Regions from separate parts of the Gasterosteus aculeatus genome. Here region 2 is linked to region 1. The links are chromatin contacts, called in public Hi-C maps. All regions are on one chromosome and are shown on one strand. The core of a region is the stretch at or near the end of the contact, and the rest is flanking DNA. Distances in the headings are between cores, read along the strand shown. Region 1 has its middle 17 kb from the start of ptprdb. Region 2 overlaps LOC120825047 (lysine-specific demethylase 4C).

Region 1 (6,649 bases), core at 2,368-4,867:
TCCTGCTCTGTGTGTGTCTCCAGTGTGTGATTACAGTGCATATCGCAGCACGAGCGTTTCTTTGTAATGCTGCTTTTAGTGCTTTACATTCTGGGCCCGGCTGAACTCATTCTTTTGTATTTGCAAAAATCAATTTGAGCAATTTTGGACTTTTTTCCTTTTACGTAATGTTATATCTAGAGTAAAAAACCTTTTACACAATATTAATGTTTTTTACGGTTCTATTGCGATCCAGAAGGAGGTTTATTTTGCCCTGCGGCTAGGCGACGAGAACCTCTATTGTCCAGGATAAATCAACGTGAGTGAAAACAGACTCAACCGCCGGCCGAGGAGCAGAGAACTCAGAGAGAACGTGAGCTGTGGGGCAAAATTGTGCGTGTGTGTGTCCTTGTGTAATCCAGATGTTTGACTAAAGACAGAACTCTCGTATTCTTATAACAGAACCTAAAGGGAAGCTAATGATGTGGTGGGCCGCACGTGTTTGTGATACATCTGGCCGCGTCTCTGTCTGCGTGTGTGTGTGTGTGTGTGTGTGTGTGTGTGTGTGTGTGTGTGTGTGTGCGTCTCCATCATTGGAGGGTTGGAGTGCTTTTCTTTATGTCTACATGTGGTCTATGTGTGGAGGGGTGGGGTCAAATGTCAGGTGTAGGCGCGGGGGCGTCACTCGTGGAGCATCAAAGATCCAGGTGTGTGTGTGTGCGTGCGTGTGTGTGTGCGTGTCTCTCTATGATGCCGAGATTAGAGGCAATTATCGAAATGTCACGGCTCTCGCGGGCCGCCGCTCGCCGCCGCCTCTCATAAGTCACCAGCTGAACTTTCACGGTGATGAAACAAGGGCCCCTTTGACGGACTATTGGCCTCCACTCGTTAGGCCGCTCGCCGGACATTCATGCTGCGTGTGTGGGGGGTCATGTAAGGGTGTAGGTAGGGAGTGCTGTCATTACTGACTCAGGCTGCCGGTTAACGTTGGCTCTGTTGCATGTCGGAAAAACACTTCATTCACTTTTATAGCAGGAAGAAAATGTAATTCATTATCTAGATGAATTTCTTTTTCAGCGTCTAATCACTTTTACACATGGGGCGGCCTGGGCTACAACATGAAGAAACTCCTCTGAGAGTGTGTTGCGTAAGCCGCTGTGTTTTTATGTTGAATTCTTTTTTGTCCACTTGGTCTGTGACGCAGGTCCTCAGTGAACCCGCTTGTCACTCGTCTGCTCTGGTCAAACGCAGCTATAGAGGAAATATAAAGATCTCTACTGCAAATGTTATGGATCTCGGGACATTTATTGTGAAAGGTTAAGATTCAGGCTTAATCATCACATTAACGCATTAATTAGTAACGCCAACAATTAGGTTATTGTGCATTTTTTGAATGACTATTTTGAAAGTTCTGACTCTGACTGCATACAGACGAACCAGGGCCACGGGGCGGGGGGGGGGGGCAGCTGAGTGTTCCCCCTGCACTTCGGTTCATATCGTACTAGTTTTGAAATTAAAGCGTGTGATACTTTTGAATTCATTTTTTAATTTTATTGCAGAAATGCCACAAGTCACAGCAATTCATCGCAAAAACCTTTGATTGAAAGGGGGGCGGGGGCCCTGAATTTGAAGCGTCCCCGTTGACGCCATGGAGGTAAAAAGCGAGGCGGGCGTAGCGCTGGGGGCGGGGCCTCCTTCCCTCATGTGAGAGTTGCTCAGTGGTGCACGAATCGGAAAGCGTTACAACGAGAAAACGTTCTCGGGATAAAAAAGCAACGTGTGATGAACCAATACATCGTAATTCCCCTTTTTGGCCACTTTATAGAGAGAAACCAACCGGCTTAAATCTGCACTGACAATCCAATGAATTGCCCCCCGCTGTGTGAAGAAGGGACGTTGGTTCTGACATCACCAGTGGTGGTTTTTCATTTCCAGCAGTGGAGGCTCTTCCGGCCCCGGGGCTCCGGCATCGAGCCAGCGGAACCCGCTGTCACGAGCCACTGGCTCACCTAAATGGAATGGAGCCATCATTACTGCAACTGGATACACTGTTTCTCTGTTATTAGTTGAATAATATCCGCGGTAGGAGAGAGGTCCAATGCTTACGGTAAATACTTGTTTTCCTGCGCGTCCCATCGGCCCAATGTTCCCTCATTGCACCGACTCCCCCTCCAGCGCCGTCATTGCGAGTCGGGGTCACAGGTCACCCAGCCTTTAATCATTTTCAATAAGAGACCATCTTTGGGATCCTCTCTGCTGCAACTGAGGCAAGATTTTCTAATCTCCAAAATCATACAATTATGGGACGATGTGGACATACGTGGGGCATCGGTTCACCGGCGCTCAGTTTCCACCATCCTCCAGGCTAAGAAACAAAGGTTCAAAGCCCACCCATCCCTGACGGCATGATGTGTGAGGGGAAGAAAAGGCTGCACACTATAGCGTGGAATAAAGTGGAGGCATTTTGTGCAGGTTTGGAGCGCACGATGTGTAACGCTTGGTTAGAGAGGGGAGCCGAGGCAGAGTTCACGCATGACTTACAACAACAGCAACATGGAAAACTGATCAATGAGTAGGTTGACAGCACAGCGCACTGTGCCTGCAGGGCCGTGTGTGTGTGTGTGTCTGTGTGTGTGTGGCCGCTTGTCTGCACATACAGGGAGCATCCATGCATATGCACACCATGAAAATTGAACCCACATATTCATATGTGTTTGTCAGTGGATAAGTGTGTGTGTGTGTGCTGGTCCATGCTGTGTCATGACGCTCATCAAACACGGCCCCCAGATTTCATTTTAGTGAAACTCGATAAGCAGAATCCCTTATCGCTTAGTGCTGACTCATTATCTTTTGGTATCTGTGCGTGTGGGTCGTGGTGAGTGTGTGCGAGCGGGCACGCACATCTGCCCCCCCTCCCCCCCTCCCCCCACCCCGTCAGTGTGTCTGTGCGTGAGTGCTTTTGCTTGGACCCTCTGAGCTGAGGAGTTTCTCATTCACATCGCGCTGATGGGAAATCTGCCGCACCGCTTGATTGTGTTCGGTGTTCTGGGTCAGCACACCCAGATAAGTGTGTGTGTGCGTGTGTGTGTGCGTGTGTGCGCGTGTGTGCGCGCAGTGGAATGGAATTGCCTCGTCCTCTCTCCTTTGCTGCCTCTGTGGCAGCTTGCAGCCGCTTCTGACTCTTTGCGTCCATCAGAAGCACTTTGATGACATGGCCTGATTGACGCCCCCTGTCGTCCTCACCTGGAACTACACCGTCATCCAGGTGTTTCCTCCTTCTGCTCAACAACTAATGAGACAGAAAACTAAAAGTGGGAGTTTTGCAGTACGAAGATGCTGGTCAGGGCTTCACGTGCTTGCGGACACAAGCGCGTGGCATGTGGGGAATCACACGCGTGACGGGGAGGTCCATTCCCACGTTTCTCTCACGGGAGAGTCTGTGCCTTTCAACAGACTGACTGACACCACCTCACGTTCATTTGTTCACCTGTAAAACGTGCCCCCACCCGCCCCTCCCTTTGTTGGAGTCGGGGATCATTACGCGCGGCGTCTGCGTCGAGAGAGAAAGGGAGAGAGGGGGAGAGAGCGACAGGGGGAGAGAGAGGGAGAGAAAGCGAGAGGGGGGGAGAGAGAGCGCGCGCGGCGCATCGGGCACATCGGCTGCAGCCCCGCTGGATGTACGACGGACGGAGAACTGCTTCTTCCTTTACTTCCCCTCCGCGTCTCCCCCGACGGACGGACGCACGCGCCGGGCGGGATGCTGGATATGGTGAGCGCCGTCTGCCGCCGTGCCCCCCCCCCCCCCTCCCCCGTGTAGTTGTTTCTGTTGATGTGTACGTGCGCGGAACAACTTGTCACGTATGGAAGCGCTTATGCGCATCGGCACTCATGCCTTCATGTGCGCGCGCGTGTGTTGCGCGCGTGTCACTAACGACTGTGAGCTGACACGCGCCTTATCTTCCCTCCCCAGGACGAACTGTTGTTTCGGTTGTTTTTCTCCTTTTGCATTTGTCATATTCAGGACTTGCAGTGAGTTCACATCGATCCCCCCCCCCCCCCATTCAGCCCCGATCAATGGTGTTTATTACTACGAGCCACGGTTCTGATTTGTATTGAGCTCGCCACACAACAGCCCCCCAGCCCCGGTGTCCGCTCCCCGCGGCGCCCCGCTGCTGGATGACTCCAGTAAACATGGTTATCAGTCTCTGCTCTGATGCCGATGGGAGATTAAGGGGGCTGTAAACCGCTTGGTTTTCCACTGGGGCTTGGTGCCCCCCCCCCATTCAGAAGGCATTTTGTCAGACAGAAGCGGCACACATCTGGATGCTGGATGCTGAGAGGGGAACCCGGGATCAACATTAACGTCCGTCGGTCGGTTCAACCTGATTTTTTTCTTTCGCGAGATAATTTATGCAAATCTGCGTGAACACTTCAGACGCCAATAGGCCCACAGTGGATTATAGGGGGGGTTCTGAACTCTGCCAGCCTGCACCCAATCCGGTTGGACGCGCTGTAGACATTGCAGTTGGGGATGATCGATTTACCTGACCCTGCAGACCCGAGGCAGGTTGTGACACTGTTATATTTCTCGCCGCTGTGCAGCTCGATCGCTGTAATTTGTGCGCGTGTGTCTGACTGTAAAGTCAGCAGTCTTGCTCGCCATCTCCAGCAGCATTACAGACCTCGCCGGCTTCACGGATCAATCATGCAAGTACTTAAGTACGCAATTATGGGTAATATATGTAGGTACATATCAAGTGAGTGGACATGTGTTGGCCTCGTGTTTCCCCGCTAAGTGCCTTACAGGTACATCGGCATTAGCCGCTACTTTAAATGCCAAATTATTGATCCATATTAATGCAAGCGTTGAAATGTTCTTGTCTAAAATGTGTCAGATGATCCGCCGTTGTTTCCACAAACTGCTTAATCGGCGCTCTCCGGACGTTTGACCTCAAACAGAACCGCGCTCCCATAGCGGGCGTTGGTCCCCTTTTGTGCTCATAAAATGTATTTGTGTGCAATGAAATAATAATAATACTTTGTTATATCGTTGCTAAAGGGCCCATGAATCATCTGTAGGATTTTTTCACATTCAAAACTATTGATTGACCTTTTTATGATCGAAGTGATGCGAAGTAGTCAACGCGAGCCGACCCCCGACCCGCGTTTCACCGGCGCAGCCTGCTGCTGTGGGGTCAGAGGTCACATGCTGCTCTGTGGACGAACAAGTGCTCTGACCCTCAGCTGCTCTCACGCCGCGTGTGTGTGAGTACATGCGTGCCGATGCAGCTGTTCCTCCTCTGGTGGAGATTACGCTTCACGAGCCGCGGTGGATGGTGGATGTGTTGTGCTGCGTGGGGGGGAGGGGGTGTACGGGGGGGGGGCAGCGAAGGCAACTCTTCCCGTCACGCACAGAAAGAAGCTTCTTTTCTTTCTGTGCGCCGAGGAGCTTGAAAAGGAATCACACCTACGTGTTCTTCTTCCTTTCTCCCTTTTCACTGCGACTCAAGGCCTCTCCTCGGGGGCTGCTGGGGGGGCGATGCTCGGCCGATGGAGGGCGAGCCAGCACCTAGTCGCTCTGTGTGTTTTGGAAAGGGGAGACGGGGGGAGACGGGGGGGGGGGTGATTATACAGACAGCTTCAAATCCTTTCTCGCCCATAAACACCGTATCGAATCGGTAATTAGCAGCAACCAGATGAAAAAAGGCTTCACCTGTGGAGAGGCGCATATGGCCAGGTATTAAAAATTTAGATTTCAGACTCCCCCAACACTCCCTTTTCACTCCCCCGTCGCTCCCTTTTATCCCTCGTCTTCCTGCTTTGCTCCGTCTTTCTTTCTCATTTTTCTTTTTCTCAAATCTGTCATGGCATCAGGTCCCCATCTCCATCCTGTGTGTGTGTGTGTGTGTGTGTGTGTGTGTGTGTGTGTGTGTGTGTGTGTGTGTGTGTGTGTGTGTGTAGATATGGAGTACGTGTGAAACGCAGGACAGAGAAAAATGGAGGATCTTCAACCAGCCACAGATGAATAGAAAGAAAGGGTTTGTGTTTGGGGTGATCCCATAATGCCCCCCCCCCCCCCTCCTGCCCAACCAGAGGGCACAACAACAACACCGTCCGTTTCCAAACCAACCCTCCACACACACCTGCGCCGTGTGCCCCACCCATCCTCTTCCCTCTTGCACTTAACGTCCTCGTCCTCCCTTTCGCTTGTCCTCCTCCTTCAATTAACGTCCCCTCGCTGTCTCTCCCGTCTCCCACATCTCTCCCCCGGCTCGCATGACGCTTTGCCAGCGCGAAAAAGATAAAGAAGCGGAGCCACAAAACCACAAAGCCGTATTCATTTAAAAGTCTTATCCCCCCCCCCACAGAAAGCCCGTCTCCTGCTCTCTCTGGCTCTCCTTCTACGTGTCCCCCCCCCTCCGTCCCTCGTTGCAGCACACGGTGTAATCTGGGGGCTTAGCGGCTGCAGGACTTCCACGTCGTTCCTCTCCCCGTGCCAGAGGATTTGCTCTGGTGTCCCTCTCTCCGTCCTGCATCTTCTACGCCGGTTCATTTGTTTGATGCTTTACTCGTTTTAATCTCCTGGCATGTTTGGCTTCGGCCCTCTCATCCCTCCTCCCGTGGACCACGCAGGCGCCTTTAATGGCCTGCTGGGAGCGGCCGTCTGTGG
Region 2 (7,335 bases), core at 91-2,590, 74 kb after region 1:
GAAATCTGAAAATCTTTGGCGGCCCACCCAAACCTTTAATCACAACTCTGGTTAAATTCTTACGGTCATTTAATCATTATGTTTTGATCAAACTCAAACATCCGCGAGCAAAAGTCCGTCTCGCGAGGTATTTGCTCGCTTGAAACGTGAGCTTCGTTGCTCGCGAGGAGAATCTCTGCTCGCGCTGGAAGGAGTTTTCTACGCGCTCGCTGTGGTTCTTTCTGACAGTGAGGGGGAGACGGTGCTTTCAGGGTCCGATCGATGCCGCGAGGTGCGTCCGCTCCCGCCGCCCCCCTCGCCATCCGCGCCTTTAATCTTCGGCTCCTTTTAGAATAACTTATTTCCCCGTTAAGATGGTTCAGCTGCTGTAGAGAAAAGGGCGCCGTCTCTCGCTCTTTAATCTCATGAAGTGCTCGGCGAGAACGACAGCTTTATTTCTCCGACGCGCCCTGAAAGCAGCTCCGTATCTCAGCATCTCGCCGTCGTAGACGAGCTTTGGCGTGTTTGGCAGAGTGAACAACCAGTATGGATCAACCGATTAACCAATTGATCCATGTGTATATAAGGCGCTCCGGATTATAAGACAGTCGTTTTTTGAGGAAATTAAAGCCTTTTAAGTGCGCCTTGGAGTGCGGAAAACGCGGTATATTGACTTTAATACCACAAGAGGGCGCCGCGTTTGTTGAACAACGACAGGCGGACAAGAGCAGCCGTTTCCAGCGAGAGCCTTATTGTTTTATTAATCTGTCCGTTTAAATTGTTTGTGCTTCATCAACTAATGTTTCACATAACTAATGTGTCGCATCATAAATACATTTTATATTAATTTAATATAAAAAACTTTATTTATTGTAAATGACCTCTCGCGGCCCACCTGCAGTACCTTCGCCCACACTTTGGGAATCGCTGCTCTAAACCAAACGTGTGGCTTTTCCATCAGTGTCAAATGACTCGCACCCCCCCACTCAGTCTACATATACACACACATGCACCCGGCCACACACACCTACAACAACACTAGTAAAGCTGTGGATTTGGACAGCGTGTGATATGTGTGTGTACGTCTGGCTGTGGAAGACCAGCTGAGCGCTTAAGATATTGGTAAAAACATTGAAGGATTTGGAACGAGACCTACGGTTCTTAAATTGTGTGTATGGGGGATTGAGATAACGTGTCCAGTGCGACAGAGGTTCCAGTTCTATTCCCTCATTGAGTCCGTGTGTGTGTGAGTATGCGTGGTCTTCTGGCTCGGGGATTTTGCACAGGAAGTATGTGTGGTGAAGACAGAGGATTCGCCGACATTTGGCCGACGAGGGAAACAAAATACTCCAAACCGCACAGCGGGGGGGGGCACACGGAGGGAGGAGAGGGGGTGGAACATTGAGACAGAGCCAGGGCTTAAACCCACTGACCCTCTTACAACGACATGACAAAACACCACATCTAGAAACAAACAATGTGGCTTGGTGAGCTAGAAGGTAAAACTACACCACAAGCAGCAGTATCCACACACACACGCACACACACACACACACACACACACACACACGCCGTCGTGCATACGTACTTGCATGGACTTGCAGGCAACAGCCCTGGCAGTAGAGCAGAGGGGAGGTGCCGTCTTCCTGCAGCAGCGGGTTGGTGGGAGTTGGGGGAAAGTTCTGCTCCCGGAAAGAGAAGCAGATCTCGGGGACCAGAGGGCGAGTCCGCCTCAGACCTCTGCAGGGCCGCGCGGGGCCCTCCGACGGAGAGGAGGAGCCCTTCGCTACGGTAGCTGCGCCGTCTTCTGCCTGAATAAACAACTCAATTTTAACAAATACGTTCTTCAGAACCTCCTTAACTAAGGTGGAAAAGTATCTTCATAATTAAAGTCATTCTGGATGGATTTTCAGCCCGGGGGGATTTACAGGAGCTGCTTTTTGTATTAAAACAATGATATGCTGCAAGAAAGCCACGTGACTGTCATCCCCAGAGGGCTTCCAATGAATTCATTTCACTTCTAGAATTAGTGGTAATCATTTAGCCGTCATTAAGTTATTTGCGCAGACACTGGCAAACTAATTAAACGGCTCTTTTCGAGACAACGCTTTCACAACTATCAGTGTCACACACACACACACACACCTCAAACCGGCTATAAAATAAAAGGTCCATTGGCAAAGACAATATCACCTCTAACGTGACATTACAAGAGCGTGTTTGATTCACTTGCAGGTATAAACTTGTTGCATCATCATAGGAGTTGACTGATGTCAGAGATCTATTGGATCCCTCTGTGACATGTGATTTCTTTCCAGTTGTGACACTATTCACTCAGCTGATGAAACGGTGTTACAGTAACAGCTTTAATCAGAACTTCATGTGAAAAAGTCCTTAAACATAATTGTGTCAAAAAATATTTCTACTTCTGCCATTTTCTACGAGAGGAAAATTCTGATTAAAACTGTTCTAGTCACTGATCAGCGCAGGTAAAACTGAAACCTGCCCACCTCACCAGCATTTTAGCTGGTTTGAGTTTTGACCCTCTGTGGGGCTCAACACATGAGACAAGCATCCAGCGAGGCCTCTGCTCTACCTGCTCATAAGGGCTGAACAGTGTGCACACGGCACAGTGCGGCCGCATGGTGGCTGCATAGGCATTGAACTCCCTCTCCGCCGTGAAGCAGCTCTTCCTGTTCTGCCACAGGTAGATGAGGGGTTTCGCCCACGCCTCCATTTCCTCCCCCTCCTCTCCCTCCTCGTCCTCGTCGTCGTCCCCCTCCTCCTCCTCGTCGTCCTCTTCCAGGCTTGCGTCAGGGGGCTCTAAGTGGAGACACAACAAAGCCTTACAACCACTAATCTATTCAACGGTTTTCCCCACTACGCCCTAGCTGATGATTCGGCCCATACAGAGCCACTCCTGGTCTGGTAGTTTGTTCTTTAAGCCAGTTCGGACTCACTACGGAAATCTGCATCATTAACAGACTTGCTGCCAGGTTTTGATCTAATCCCTCAACAGTGGTGACAACTTCCCCCCAGTGACCTGAAACACCGTCGCAAAGAAGTGAAGCCTGTGTGCTGAGAACAAAATAACTAAAATGATTAAGAGCTCTCATCATCATAAAATCGGCTTCTCACAGCCGCGGTAATTTCTCCGGGATAAACAAATAAAATGGCTGCTGAATTATTCATCTGTTTTCACAGCCATGCAGATGATGAATACCATGGTGTGTGTGTGTGTGTGTGTGTGTGCATTAGCAGTTGTTAATTGAGGGCCCTGCCTCCCACCATGTGAGGACCAGGAAAACAAGCAGCAGCACAGGGGCATTTCACTGTGGTGGGCCTGAGAGTTAGTTTGGTTTGGTTTGACGTCAGAACAATCATTTAGAGGGGACTGTGGGGGGGCGGCCCATTGTCTCACTAGCCACTACTTCTCAACAGAGCAGTGTGTGTATATAAAGTACAATCGGGTTTGGCCTCTGCATTGTGGTTCACTGCAACGCGACCAGCCGAAGTCACATGATCGCGCTCTCTTGGCCCGGTGCCATCCGCCCGTGCAGCGCCAACGCGAGCACGGCTCTCCTGCGCGTGCACGCGCCCCTGTGTGAGTGACTGGGGGTTTTCTGCTTTTAGCAGTAGCTCTCAGTGAACTGTGTGTGGGTGAGTGAGTTCCCACCGTCGTCACTGGCAGCCTGCTGCTTGACGGCAGTGGGCACGGCCCTCGCGGTGGGCTTCCTGAGTGGGTGGCGCCGGCTCTTAGTCGTCCTCTTCACTGACAGCGCAGCGTACTGGCGTGAACAGGCGCAATTAAAAAGCATTAAGAATTGAAACTAATCTGTAGTTGTATGAAAAAGAATGTGTGTAATAAAGAGCACTCACGGCACAAACCTCCCCAGGTTCCAGGCCCGATTCTTCGCACTCGCAGTTGCTCGTGTCGTTTTCCTCCTCCTCGTTGTTGGAGGAGTCACTACTGCTCTCTCCCTCGACCCCACCTCGATGCTCCGCCTCGTCCACGTCAGACCCCCCTTCTTCCATATCAGACACACCGTCCCGTTGTCTCCTTCCCGTCCCGAGGGGCGAAACGGCAGATCCCGAGTGCCGGCTCTGCTCCGCCTCCCTTTGCGCGCCGAGCTCCCTGCACAGGGAAAGGGCCTCGGACCCCTCCGCTTCCCCTCTGTGGAGGTCAAAATCCCCACAAAGCCCCGGGGGCTCGACGGCACCGACTGAAACCAGCGAGGTGGGCTCGAGCTGGGCCCAGGTGAGAGCCACGCCTCCGTCTTCCCGGCTCCCCGACTGGCAGAAGGCGTGCTCGGCGTCCTCCAGGTCCGTGACCTCCTTGCACCGCGGTTCGGTCCACATGGTGTAAGGCAAGGGGTCGTGGCTGAAGCCAGAGGGGAGCTCCGGGTGCAGACTCTGGATGAGCACTGCGGGACCCTGGGAATTGAAGTTCTTCCAGATGCTGCTGGAGAAGGGTTTGGGCTCCGTGTACGGGTTCTCCGAAGTACAATGCAAAGGGGAGTAGGCGGCGTGGTGTCGTGATGCCAGGTGACCGTCACTCTGAGTGCATAATGGAGAGGAGGAGGAGGAGGAGGCGGCGGCGTTATTGCTTGAGGGGCCATTTAAAAGGAAGCCACAGCTGCTCAGACCGGATGCAGCGGGCCGGCGGGACGAAGCCTCGTCCACATTTCCCAGCTTTGGACGGCCCTTTTCTGCAGCAAATGCTGGCTCACGGATTCCGCCAGAGGGCGTTTTGTGCGGCGCGTTGGCGGTTGAATGGGCCGTTTTCCCTTCTGAACCCGACACTGCCGCCCCATCGGAGTCATGTGGGGAACCTAAACGACGCCGGCCGGCGTGCCCTGCGGTCAGAGGTTGGTTTGACATCACGGAGCCGGCTTCCTCCTGCCGCTCCGCTCGGCGTGAGGAGGGACAGCTGGCCGATGTTTCCCGCTGAAGCACCGGCGCCACCTGGTGGCCACGCGGGCGCGGCTTCGGGGCGGCGGGGAGCGCGTCGTCGGCCGGGGTGAGCGACGGCATCTCCTGGATCAGCACGGGGGGCAACGGGGAGATGCCGACCTTATCTGCCGGTTCCAGAGTGAGTCGGGGCATATCCACTGCATTCCTTTGTAGCAGAGGGGGGGGGAGGTTCTCCTCGGTTTTCTCCAAACTGCGACCGTGCCCCGAAGGGGAGAGGGAGCCACATGCCGTGTAACTACCGCCCTCCACGGATGCTTCTGTAGCGCGGTGTGGATTTATGTGTAGCGTGTGCCCGACTGGGTCTGTGGTCTGTGCCTTAGCACTGCCGTTAGCGTCGCTCTCAGCGCCAGTCTTTGTGCTGCAGTCGGTGTTTGGCGTCCGGCTTGAAGCCTCTGCTCCACGCGGGGAGCTAGATGGCGGAGCTCGGAGGTCGGCGGGACGCGAGCTCACCCAACCTGCCGCGGCGGAGGAGCCCGTTGTGTGGGACGATGAGCGCAGTGTGCCGGCCTCCGGGGGAGAGACCCCGGCGGAGCAGTCCTGAGAGGTGCAGAGGCCTCGCCGTTCAGGAGAGCAGCACCGGGGCTCGTTATTTTTCGGCTGCGTCCGTGCGAGACCTTCAGGAGTCGCGACCCCTGACCCTGAGCGGCGTAGAGGGTCGTCGCGTGCGCCCGTCTCCGCCTTTAGGTCCTTTGTCAGTGCTGAAGCAGGGGAGGCACCGGAGAGGCAGCGGGAGTCATGGGACGGCTCCGTATTCAAAAGTCCCAAACTATTACTCTCTACGCGATTTACCTTGACCACACACATCTGTCTGCAAGGACCTGCCAGAGATAACAGGATGGATTCACCAAGTAAGCAAGGAGACATATCCAACAAGGAGAAAAGGAAAACAGGCATGCAGACCAGCTGTGTCAATCCCACACGAGCGCCGACTACCGTCTCTTACCAGAGAGGTGAGCCGATGAGTGATTCGGGGTGTGCTTGGACTGCGCTTCCCTTTTCTTCTCTTTCTCCTCCTCTTCCCTGCAGCTTGTCCCCGCCACAGTCCTTCGCACCTTGGGCCCGGCCGGACCGCTGAGGGCTTTCCTCTTGGTGCCGGTCAAACCCGAGCTGCCATCCAGGCCGATGGGCTGCGCGCTGGTTCTGAGGCGTTTGGAGCGCATTCGAGAGTGTGTGCAGCTGAGAGAGAGATCACAGGGGTTGGAGGATAAAACGAATTAACGCAAATTAAGAAGTAAATGAAAGCAAATACATGTTGGGACTTATAAGACAACGGCATTTTGCTTTGACGGCTGTCCCAAACATTAACGGCATTGAGTGTGTGACAGTTACATTATTTCATCACTACGAACCCCGGCAGCACCATTGGCTGCAGCAGACTTCTCCTTCACGGCACGTCTGAGGGAACGGAAGACGGCGTACCTTTTGTTGGCAGGTTTGGTTTTGCGCCGACTCTGCAACCAGCTCTGCAGCTCCGGCGTTGTGCTGGGAGTGGCGAGTATGTGGTCGGGCGGGGCCAAGTCTTTGCCCGCCATCCAGTTAGCGTAGCGGTCAGGATGAAAGCGCTTCACGAAGGGTTCCATGGAGATCTTCACCATGTCCTTGCTACACGTGCACTAGAGAAGGGAGCAGGAGGGCAGACTGTCTAGCGTGGCTCATTTCTATAACATTGTTCTTCCAGTGACTTTAACACTTCTTTGCTGCAGTGGTGAGCTGCGTGCTACCTGTGTGGCTACTTTGCCGTAGTCGATCCAGCGCACCGTGGCAAAGTTGGTGGACTCTGCACAGTTGAAGCCATGATTGAAGCCGGCGTGGTACCCGTAAGGGAAGGTGATCATGAACTCTCCAGGTTCTTGAGTAATCTGGCATAAAGTGACGATAAGGGAGAAATGTTGAATGTTGCTTTTTGAGAAAGTATAAAAAGGACAGAAATGTTCACATAAGAGAATAAATAAACCATTGCAGGTTTCAGTGGATACAAACCCTGCTCATTTTACTAGGAAGAAGATGTGTTAAATAACAGGGCCCAAAGAGGAACGAAGGAGCTGTGAGCCTACCTTATCAAAGGGAATGCCGTACTTCTTAAGTATGGACGGGGAGATTAGAGTCATCTTGTGACGAAGAAAAGCCTCACAGCCCTTGAAGCTGTTAGGAAAGAAACCTGAAAGATGTGCACATGAACAGAAAGAGGAAAAGAAAATGCATGAATGAAAAGGCAGACTAAAAAAGCCACGTTAAAGCTGAATGTTCAGCCTAGAACACTTTTGACCTTACGGCCTGCAGTTCGGTCTTGTTTTACCAGAAGTATAGTTTAAGTTCTGTATAATAACAGAACATTTACTATAAAGTAAATCAACAAATTTGATTATTAAATCACCAGGAATA

Evidence for each region. Hi-C and Micro-C count contacts between places; a contact is called where the count stands out from the background.
Region 2: a contact with region 1 is called in a Hi-C map of skeletal muscle, with 2.7 times the contacts expected there. The contact joins two enhancer-like sites. A contact is called at or near these places in 2 of 6 Hi-C or Micro-C datasets (skeletal muscle and whole body).

What each region holds. Positions count from the first base shown.
Region 1 is chr9:641,569-648,217 of fGasAcu3.hap1.1, forward strand. No RefSeq gene overlaps it. Among protein-coding and RNA genes, the nearest start is that of ptprdb, 17 kb to the right of the region's middle. Within about 2 kb of position 3,618, at least 4 of the 9 cell types and tissues checked have open chromatin away from gene starts, as enhancers often do.
Region 2 is chr9:717,746-725,080 of fGasAcu3.hap1.1, forward strand. LOC120825047 (lysine-specific demethylase 4C) reads right to left here. Exons shown (of 22, transcript XR_013450742.1): 7 at 7,008-7,111; 8 at 6,675-6,812; 9 at 6,373-6,566; 10 at 5,897-6,129; 11 at 3,859-5,771; 12 at 3,656-3,767; 13 at 2,576-2,802; 14 at 1,568-1,790. Among protein-coding and RNA genes, the nearest start is that of LOC120825047, 11 kb to the right of the region's middle. Within about 2 kb of position 1,341, at least 4 of the 9 cell types and tissues checked have open chromatin away from gene starts, as enhancers often do.